Linked DNA regions of Mus musculus: region 2 is linked to region 1. Evidence: chromatin contacts called from public Hi-C data. All regions are on one chromosome and are shown on one strand. Each heading gives the region's core, a stretch centred on a gene start, on an enhancer-like site or on the middle of the called end of the contact. The rest is flanking DNA. Distances are from core to core; before and after follow the strand shown. Region 1 holds the start of A730081D07Rik (RIKEN cDNA A730081D07 gene). Region 2 holds the start of Tpmt (thiopurine methyltransferase).

What was found. A called contact is a pair of places that touch in the nucleus more often than the background predicts.
Region 2: a Hi-C map of CD8 T cells shows a contact between it and region 1, with 4 times the contacts expected there. The contact joins the promoter of Tpmt here to the promoter of A730081D07Rik in region 1. A contact is called at or near these places in 2 of 484 Hi-C or Micro-C datasets (CD4 T cells and CD8 T cells).

Annotation. Positions count from the first base shown.
Region 1 is chr13:40,998,804-41,002,889 of GRCm38.p6, forward strand. A730081D07Rik (RIKEN cDNA A730081D07 gene) reads right to left here and starts at 2,343. Exons shown (of 5, transcript NR_155347.1): 1 at 2,263-2,343. It overlaps Pak1ip1 (PAK1 interacting protein 1), which reads left to right and starts at 2,207. Exons shown (of 10, transcript NM_026550.3): 1 at 2,207-2,610. The coding sequence starts at 2,527.
Region 2 is chr13:47,040,860-47,044,945 of GRCm38.p6, forward strand. Tpmt (thiopurine methyltransferase) reads right to left here and starts at 2,358. Exons shown (of 9, transcript NM_016785.2): 1 at 2,245-2,358; 2 at 540-720. The coding sequence starts at 664. It overlaps Kdm1b (lysine (K)-specific demethylase 1B), which reads left to right and starts at 2,640. Exons shown (of 21, transcript NM_172262.3): 1 at 2,640-2,811.

The DNA.
Region 1 (4,086 bases), core at 1,093-3,592:
TTTCCTCACCATTTCATTTCCAGGTCCTCCATTCCTTTAGTCTGACTGTTTTTACACCAGTACCAGGCTGTCGTTATCACTAATAAAGTATAATTTGAGGTCAGGTGTTATAATTCTCCTTGCTGTGTTCTTATTTCTCAGGATTGCTTTGGCTATTTGTGATAGCCCCTCATTTCTGGTTCCAAATGAATTTGGAATTCATTTGGCATTTTTCTAAATTCTTTCTAAATTCTAAATTCTAAATTTCTAAATTTCTAAATTTCTAAATTCTAAATTTTCTAAATTCTTGAACTATGATATCAAAATTCATATTATAATAGAAGATTATAATATGTAGATTAATTGCAGTAGGACAGCCATTTTCACAATACTAATTCTACCAAGCCACCAGGAGCATGGGAGATCTTTAGGTAACTTTCTCCAAGAAAGATAAGGGAAATTAACAAAATGGAGATGAAGAACTTTTAGCAATCACACTTCCTCTGTTGTAATTTTAAAAATACCTGCACTTGCCAGGCATGGTGGTGCACGCCTTTAATCCCAGCACTTGGGAGGCAGAGGCAGGTGGATTTCTTGAGTTCAAGGCCAGCCTGGTCTACAAAGTGAGTTCCAGGACAGCCAGGGCTATACAGAGAAACACTGTCTCAAAAACAAAACCATAAAACAAAAAACACAAAACAAAACAAATACCCGCACTTATATTTCTCCAACAGCAGCTGGTATTTCCCTGGTGGTAATAAGGGGGCGAGGCGCTTCCAGGAACAATAGGGTAAATAAACCACAGGGTTCTGAAGCAGTTTTACTCATCCCCCACCCCCATTTTTTTTGATATGATTACTATTGCATTAAAATGAGTATGACCCAATGTAAACTGTAACACACCATGTATGGACAAGATGAGACTTTTCACTTTGTTCCAAGCTAAGGAGACATGTTCCAACTTTAGTGGTTCTCTGGTGAAAATGATTAACATGCTCAGGACAACTTAGCAATACCTGGAGATAAATTAAGTAACACAAGGGTTGCAAGTGGAATAGCCCAAACTGGAAGAGCCTTTACACAATTGAAAAATCATCAAAACACCCAAAGTCAAATTAATTACTTCCCCCTATACTCAAGCAAAAGAGGCTGTGTCGACAATTTGCAGCCTTAGAGAACAAGTGTTTGGAAACAATGTCTAAGCACTTAAGAACTCCATTAATTCACAGGCCTGTGTGAAGATCTGACATAAGCACCAACCCACCCGCTTTGACATATGCACTCATCCCTGACCCCGCCTAAAGAGAAAGGAAAAAAGGATATTATTGCTTTCATTAACCTCTGCACCTCCCCCCCTTAAAGATTTATTTATTTATCTTTATGCATAGGAGTACACCACCATTGCTTCCTTCAGACACACCAGAAGAGGGCACTAGACCCCATCACAGATGTTTGTGAGCCACCATGTGGTTGCTGGGAAATGAACTCAGGACCTCTGGAAGAGCAGACAGTGCTCTCAACCGCCTAGCTATCTCTCCAGCCCTGCACTTTGTCCCTTAACTCGGGTAGAGATGTAGCCACTGTCCTCCTCCCTCAAGACAAATCTTTTTTCCTGTACCATAGGTCAGCACATGGCCAGTCTGATTAGATACAAGAAGCCAGTAGGCAAGAAAAGCTGAGGAGATGGACGGCTTGCCTGCAGGCGGGACACGGACTGGCAGGCCCGGGCTCGCAATCCAGCGAGGGGACACTGCCAACTCCGGGTCCCGCGAGCCCTGACCGTCCCCGGGCCGACCCTAATCTGCTCTCTCTCGGCACGAAAACAAAACCCTTTGCTTGTGATCCGAGCCATGGGGAAGCTGCAGGAGGAAAACGGGTGCAAGGAGGCGCCAGGCTGGGCGACGAAGTGAGACTGGCTGCAAATAAGAAAATCATAGTTAATCCCAGCACCCGGGAGGCAGAGGCAGGCGGAGCTCTGAGTTCGAGGCCAGCCTGGTCTACAGAGTGAGTTCCAGGACTGTCAGGGCTACACAGTGAAAGCCTGTCTTCAAAACAAAACAAAACAAAACAAGAAAAGAAAATCATAAATGGAGGAAATGCATTCCGGATCCCCAAATCACAGCAACCCTCCAGGAACTACAAGGGTTGTCTAGACAACCGCTGGCCACCGGAGCCGGAAGTGGGCCCGCCCCTTCCTTAGGCGCGCCGGAAGTTGGGGCTTCCGGGGAGAAGTTCCCTCCCATTTCCCAAGGCCGGCGGAGCCCACGGCTTCCCAGGACTTGCCTGCTTGACACAACTTTTCTTTCTCTCTGCTCTGAGAGCCTCCTCCCGCGGCTTCCTTCCTTAAGCTCGTCGCAGAAGGGTCACGTGACGTCCCACGTAACGGAGGACGGAGCGCGTCCTCCGTTATTGCCATTTGCAGGCGCCTAAAAGGTGCCCCCGGGCGGTGACGTATAACTCGCGCGCCGGCTGAGGAAGGGAAGGGCCAGCCTCCGCAGCCATCGGGTCTCCACGCCGGCGTCTCTTGCCCGGCACGAGTGCTGCGGAATGGAGCTGGTCGCCGGCAGCTACGAGCAGGTCCTGTTTGGGTTCACGGTACAGCGCGGGCCCGCGAAGAGTGGCCATCAGGAGGTGAGGCAGCGCGAGCCCCGGGGCTGCGGGGGACAGGCGGGCTGGTCCTTCCGGGGCAGGACCGTGGAGGTTGTTATTTATCGCTGGTTCTCTATGGGTCTTGGATGGCGGACTTTGTTGGAAAACGGACAGGTTTATGCAGCTAATCCCAGCTCTCGAGAGGTTGAGGCAGGAGGAGAGTGAGCTCAGAGCTTGTGTGGAAAGATCCTGCTCTTTACAGAGTAGAGGCTTCTCAGAATTGAAATAATATTTACTTGCTATAGTAGATAAAATGTCTACAGTAGGTAACGAGGAATGTTCATCTCTGTCGGGAGTGGATGAATGGCTGCCAGAAGTGGTTGGGGCCAACGTAGGGAGGTGACGGAGAGAGGAGGGCTAATGCTTGCAGAAATGAAGTTTGATGGGAGGAATGACTGATTGCTTTTTTTTTCCTTGAAAGGTAACTATAGTTGACAGCATTAATTGTGTATTTTAAACTAGCTACTACAGCGTATTTTGAACCAGCTCAAAAGGGGTTGCCTTTTTCATATCTGATCTATGTATGCATTCAAATATCCCATTGTGCTCCATAAATATATACAGTTATTATCTGATAATTTAAAAGGTTAAGAAAAACCTTAAAGCATTCCTAAGGCATGAAAAAATAAGGTGTGCATTTAAGCTGACAATGATTGTAGTTCTTAAAGTTCTAATGTAAAAATAACTTCACCTTTCACTGAGTTTCTGTCCTGATTAACAAACTACTATAGGACTGGAGACATGACTCAGCGGTTAAGAGCGCTGGCTGGACTGGAGACATGGCTTAGCGGTTAAGAGCACTGGCTGTTCTTCCAGAGGGTCCTGGTTCAGTTCCCAGCACCTACACGGCAGCTCACAACTGTTTGTTAACTCCTGTTCGAAGGGATCTAATATCCTCCTACAGGCATACATACAGTCAAAACACCAATCTACATAAAATAAAAATACATTATACACAAAAGAACTACTACAGCTGGCCTGGGATGAAGAAAGTGATGCAGATTCACTGTTTATCGTCCACCTACTGTGGGTAGGGCGAAAGGTGCCAGAGGTGTGAGCCCTGCTGTTGTGGCCTTCTTGGTTGAAGGGATGGTGAACAAGCGAAGAGAGAAACACATGGAGGTTAAGTGTAGCACAGTATGAAATTTATTTTTGTCTGGTATGGCAAGAAGATACAGGTAATTGCCAACATAGTAGTCAGACAGTAAAGGGGATTAGAAGTGTCATCTATCAGGGCAGTGGCCCCACCCGTAATCCCAGCACTCAGGAGGCAGAGGTAGGCGGATCTCTGAGTTCCAGGACAGCCTGGTTTACACAGAGAAATTCTGTCTTGAAAAACAAAAAAGAATGATTATTTCTTGAACAGTTCTACTTATCACTTACTGATCTGTTTTGTCGAAAATTCCTTAGTGCCTGTTGTGGTTGGGTTTCTCCCTCCCTCCCTCTTTCTTTCTTTCT
Region 2 (4,086 bases), core at 1,108-3,607, 6.0 Mb after region 1:
CTTGCTTTAGAACATAAGGAGACAGAAAGTTAGATGTTGTTTCAGTATCTGCTGCATGTATAAGCACCTGTGACCAACGTGAACAAAGTGAGGGTGAGCTTTAAGAAGAAGATATATTTCATATATCTGTAAATCAGATTATTGCACACTGAGAGAAATCAAAGTATGATGTGCTATGGGTGCTTTGTGATTCCCTAACGATATGAGATGACAGTGTGTCTGAAAAGAAATGCAATAATGTATTTGTGTGTTACTTTTATTTCAAAGTCAGTTTCTTTTTTCTTCTTTCCTCTCTCTCTCCCTGGAGCTTAGCACTGGCCTCAAACTCACTTATGCAGCTTCAATTTCTAATGCTTTTGTTTCCATCTCTCAAACGCTGATATTACATGCATATGCCACTGCGCCCAGTTTTGTTCAGTGTTGCAGAACAAACCAAGACCTTCCTTCATGCTAAGGTCTCTCTACCCACCAAGGTACACACCCGCTAGAGTCAGTTTCTGATTAAAGCATTTCTCTGCCAGAGACCAAACATGTCTTACTGATGCCCTTGCTCCTGATGGAATGAGATGTGACGGGTCACCCACTTCTCTTTCCAGTCTTCCAGGGTTAGTACTTGGTTCTTTTGTACCTCAGCATCAGGGTGCTCTTTCATATCAAGGGACATGGTACCATCCACGGGTTGTAGACAATTTTTGTCTCTGAGGTTGGTGTCTCCAGTGCCTAAGTGGAAAGACATCTACAATGATGTCATTCAGGAACATTGTGATTCTATTAATGAACGCTACAAAACCCTCTACCTAGGGCAATAGCTTTAAAAACACATATCAGCATTAAAGACAGGAGAGTCGTCACATGCCCCCAGTACTTGGGAGATAGAGGCAAGAGGGTTATTGCAAATTCCAGGCCGACATGATCTATATAGTAGATTCCAGGCCATCCAGGGCTACGTAGCAGGACTCTCTCAAAAACAAATAAGATATGAATGGCAGCATGCCTTCAATCCCAGCAGTAGTTAAGAGTACTTGTTGTTCTTGAAAAGAACCCAGTGCAATTCCCAGAAACCACAAGGTGTCTCGTGGCTGTCTGTAACCCCGTTGCAGTGGATCCAATACAGGCAAGACATTCGTTCATATAAGGAAAAAAAAAAAAAAACTAAAAAAAAATTCCACAGTTCCAACCTGCCCTTTAAATCATTGGTGATCATATGTCTTGAATCTGTGAACCAGCAAACATGTCACAAAGGCAGTAATGTAAGGAAATGTCCTGTTGTTGCATGATTTAGCTTCTGTGCTTAGGATTAAAGAAGGACCATCCCCATCAACTCTGGGAACGGAAATGCACTTCACAGCCAAGTATTTGCTAACAAAAGGCTTTTCCCTGATGCTCATGTCAGGGGGCAGAGTCCAGCATTCTGAGAGGTCGGAGGGAAGTATGGGATTATTGTGGATACAGAAAAGCAAGAGAATCGCTCTCCTCCCATCTCCACTCTCTATCAGAAGCTGTGATGCCCAAAGGTGCCCTACAGAAACAAGGGCTCTCCTGAACACAGAAGAAAGATCTTTAGCCCACCCAGCTCTACCTCACCGAAGCTGGGGCTGTTAAACACAACCACTTAGCTGTTGTAACAGCGCCTCAGAGTGGTGCTCACTGATCATTTTTTGAGAAAAAAAAAAATTCTAAAAACAATAAAGGTGCAAAGTACAAGGTTGAGAAAAGACAGATCCGCAATAACTCCCACTAACAAACGTTTACGTCCAATATGCCTACCTAAAAAACATCTTTTTCTGCCTAGGATTTTTTTTTTTCATTTTTAACAGAGGGTCTATCTAGAACTCACTATATAGTACAGGCTGACCTCTAGCTCGCCCTGATCCTCCTGCCTCAGCTTCCTCGTACACAACAATGCTTGGGTTCTGCTTTAGTTTTATTTTTGAATTTCATTAAACTGAAAAGCTAACTTCACTGAAGTCCACAAATCTCCAGGATGGCTCAGTATTTTACACGTGGACATTGTTATCTGAAACACACCACTAAGCAAGGGGCTACTTAATACATCGGACTCAAAGCATTTCTAGTCTGATCATTTATTCCCAGTTTTTGCTGCGGTTATCGGAACCCCTTTTCGGGACTCAAGTAGCTGGGTCATCCATGCTTTTCGGGAGCCCCATTCTGAAAAAACGCTGTAACAGGCTCACACAGTCTTAGCAGATGACCGCCTTTACTACCGGTTGAGAACTTACTTACCTTGGCTGCAGCTAGCTGCTTACCTCTCAGACACTAGCCCGCCTTTGTAAGCCGGGAGCTGTGCAAGGACTCACAGGCCCCGCCCCAGGGGCGAAGGCCCCGCCCAATGTGGTCTGATCCCACCCCGGAAAAGATTATCCAGGCTCCGGTCCTATAGGCCCTGCCCGGGGCGTGAGAACTCTGCCCAGGACACGCAGGCTCCGCCCAGCGTGCAGACCACGCCCAGGGCGCGCAGGCCCCTCCCAGGACCCTGTGACCCCACCCAGGCCGCCCAGGCCCCACCTTCAAACCTAAGCCCCGCCCCGAAGCAAGGTCTCCGCCCAGAACGCGTAGGGCCCCGCCCTTAGCAGCTGCCGAGATTGCGCAGTGGCGGAAATCATCGGGGCGGGGCGAGCGCCGGGACCCTCCTGCTCCCTGGGCCTGTGCGCTCCTCCCACTCCGGGTCACGGCGTGATAGGGGCGGAAGCGGCGGCGGCCGAGCTGCTGCAGCTGGCAGTGCGGATCAGGCCGTCCGGTGCAGCCCGGTGCAGCCCAGGGCAGCATTCGCCCCCTGGCCAGCGCTCTGAGGTAGGGACTCGAGCCTCACGCGGGCGCGCTTGGGGGTGGCGGCGGGCTTCGGGTGACAGCTCCGCACAAAGCGGCCGGCTGTGTGTTGAGCCTGGTCTGGAGGCGCGCGCGTTCCCCGGGGCTCCCCGGCGTCCCGCGTTTGGAAGGGGTGGCGTGGGGGACCCTGTGCAAGCCGGGGCTTCCCGCGCTGGGCTGCGGGGTTGCGGCGCCGCGGGCTTTCCCACTCGTCGCTCTCTTGGAACCCTGCAGGGAGCTGCTTGCGCCTCGGCCGGGCGGAGGTGAGTTGGGCGGCGGCTGCACCTGGCACTCTGGCGCCGGCACCAGCTGCGGACCGGGTGGACAGGACCCCAGTCTGGATTTCCACTCTGGGCTATGGGAACCCCGCAGCCTGGAGGAGGGGTCTTACTCTGGGATTCCACCCAGCGCTGTAGGGAACCCATCTACATGGAGGCAGGACCCCTTTCTCTGCTCCCACCCGGAGCTGTAGGAGCCCCTTAACGTAGAGGAGTTACCCCACTGTAGGAATCTCTTAGCCCAAAGGAGGGAACCCCACTCTGGGCTCCCACTCGGGGCCGTGGAAACCACCCCCCGCCAGTCGCGAAGAGAGACCCTAGGCTGCGGTCCCACTTGCGGACCAGGGAACCCCGTAGCCAAAAGGAGGGACCCTATACTGTGCTCCCACCAGGGACGTGGAAACCCCGCAGCCAGGAGGGGGGACACCAGACTGCCTTCCCCACTCAGGGTGGTCGGGAATCCCCAAAGCTTGGTAGGAGGGGCCCAGGCTTCCCTTCCCGCTCTGTGGTGGTGAGGAGAAACCCCACGCTGGGCTCCTGTGTGGGGCAGTGGGAGCACCGCGGCCAGGAGGAGGGATCCCAGGTTGCGATCCCCACCTTGGGCAGCGAGGCGCCGTCAGGTTCGCTGGTGTAGCGGATACCTTGGGCATCTGCCGCGAGGGCCGCTGATGAGGGCTCAAGCAAGCCTTCCTTGGGATTGCACACCACCAGGTCCCGGTCCATATGGCTGATAGTCGGCGCAGCTGGCCTGTAAGAGAAGCAGGCCCAGCTGCAGAAAGTTGGGGTTGAGTGATCTGGAACCCAGCCACCGAGGCCCAAGTTCTCGAGCAAGCAGCAGACCACGCCAGGTGTGGGGAATCCCTTTCTTAACCCAGGCACAGCTCAAAAAGCGTTGGTTAGTCTTCAGCCTCCCAACTCAAAGCAATCCTTCTGCCCCAGCCTTTCTGCAGCAAATACAAAGCCACCAACCACATCTGCTTTG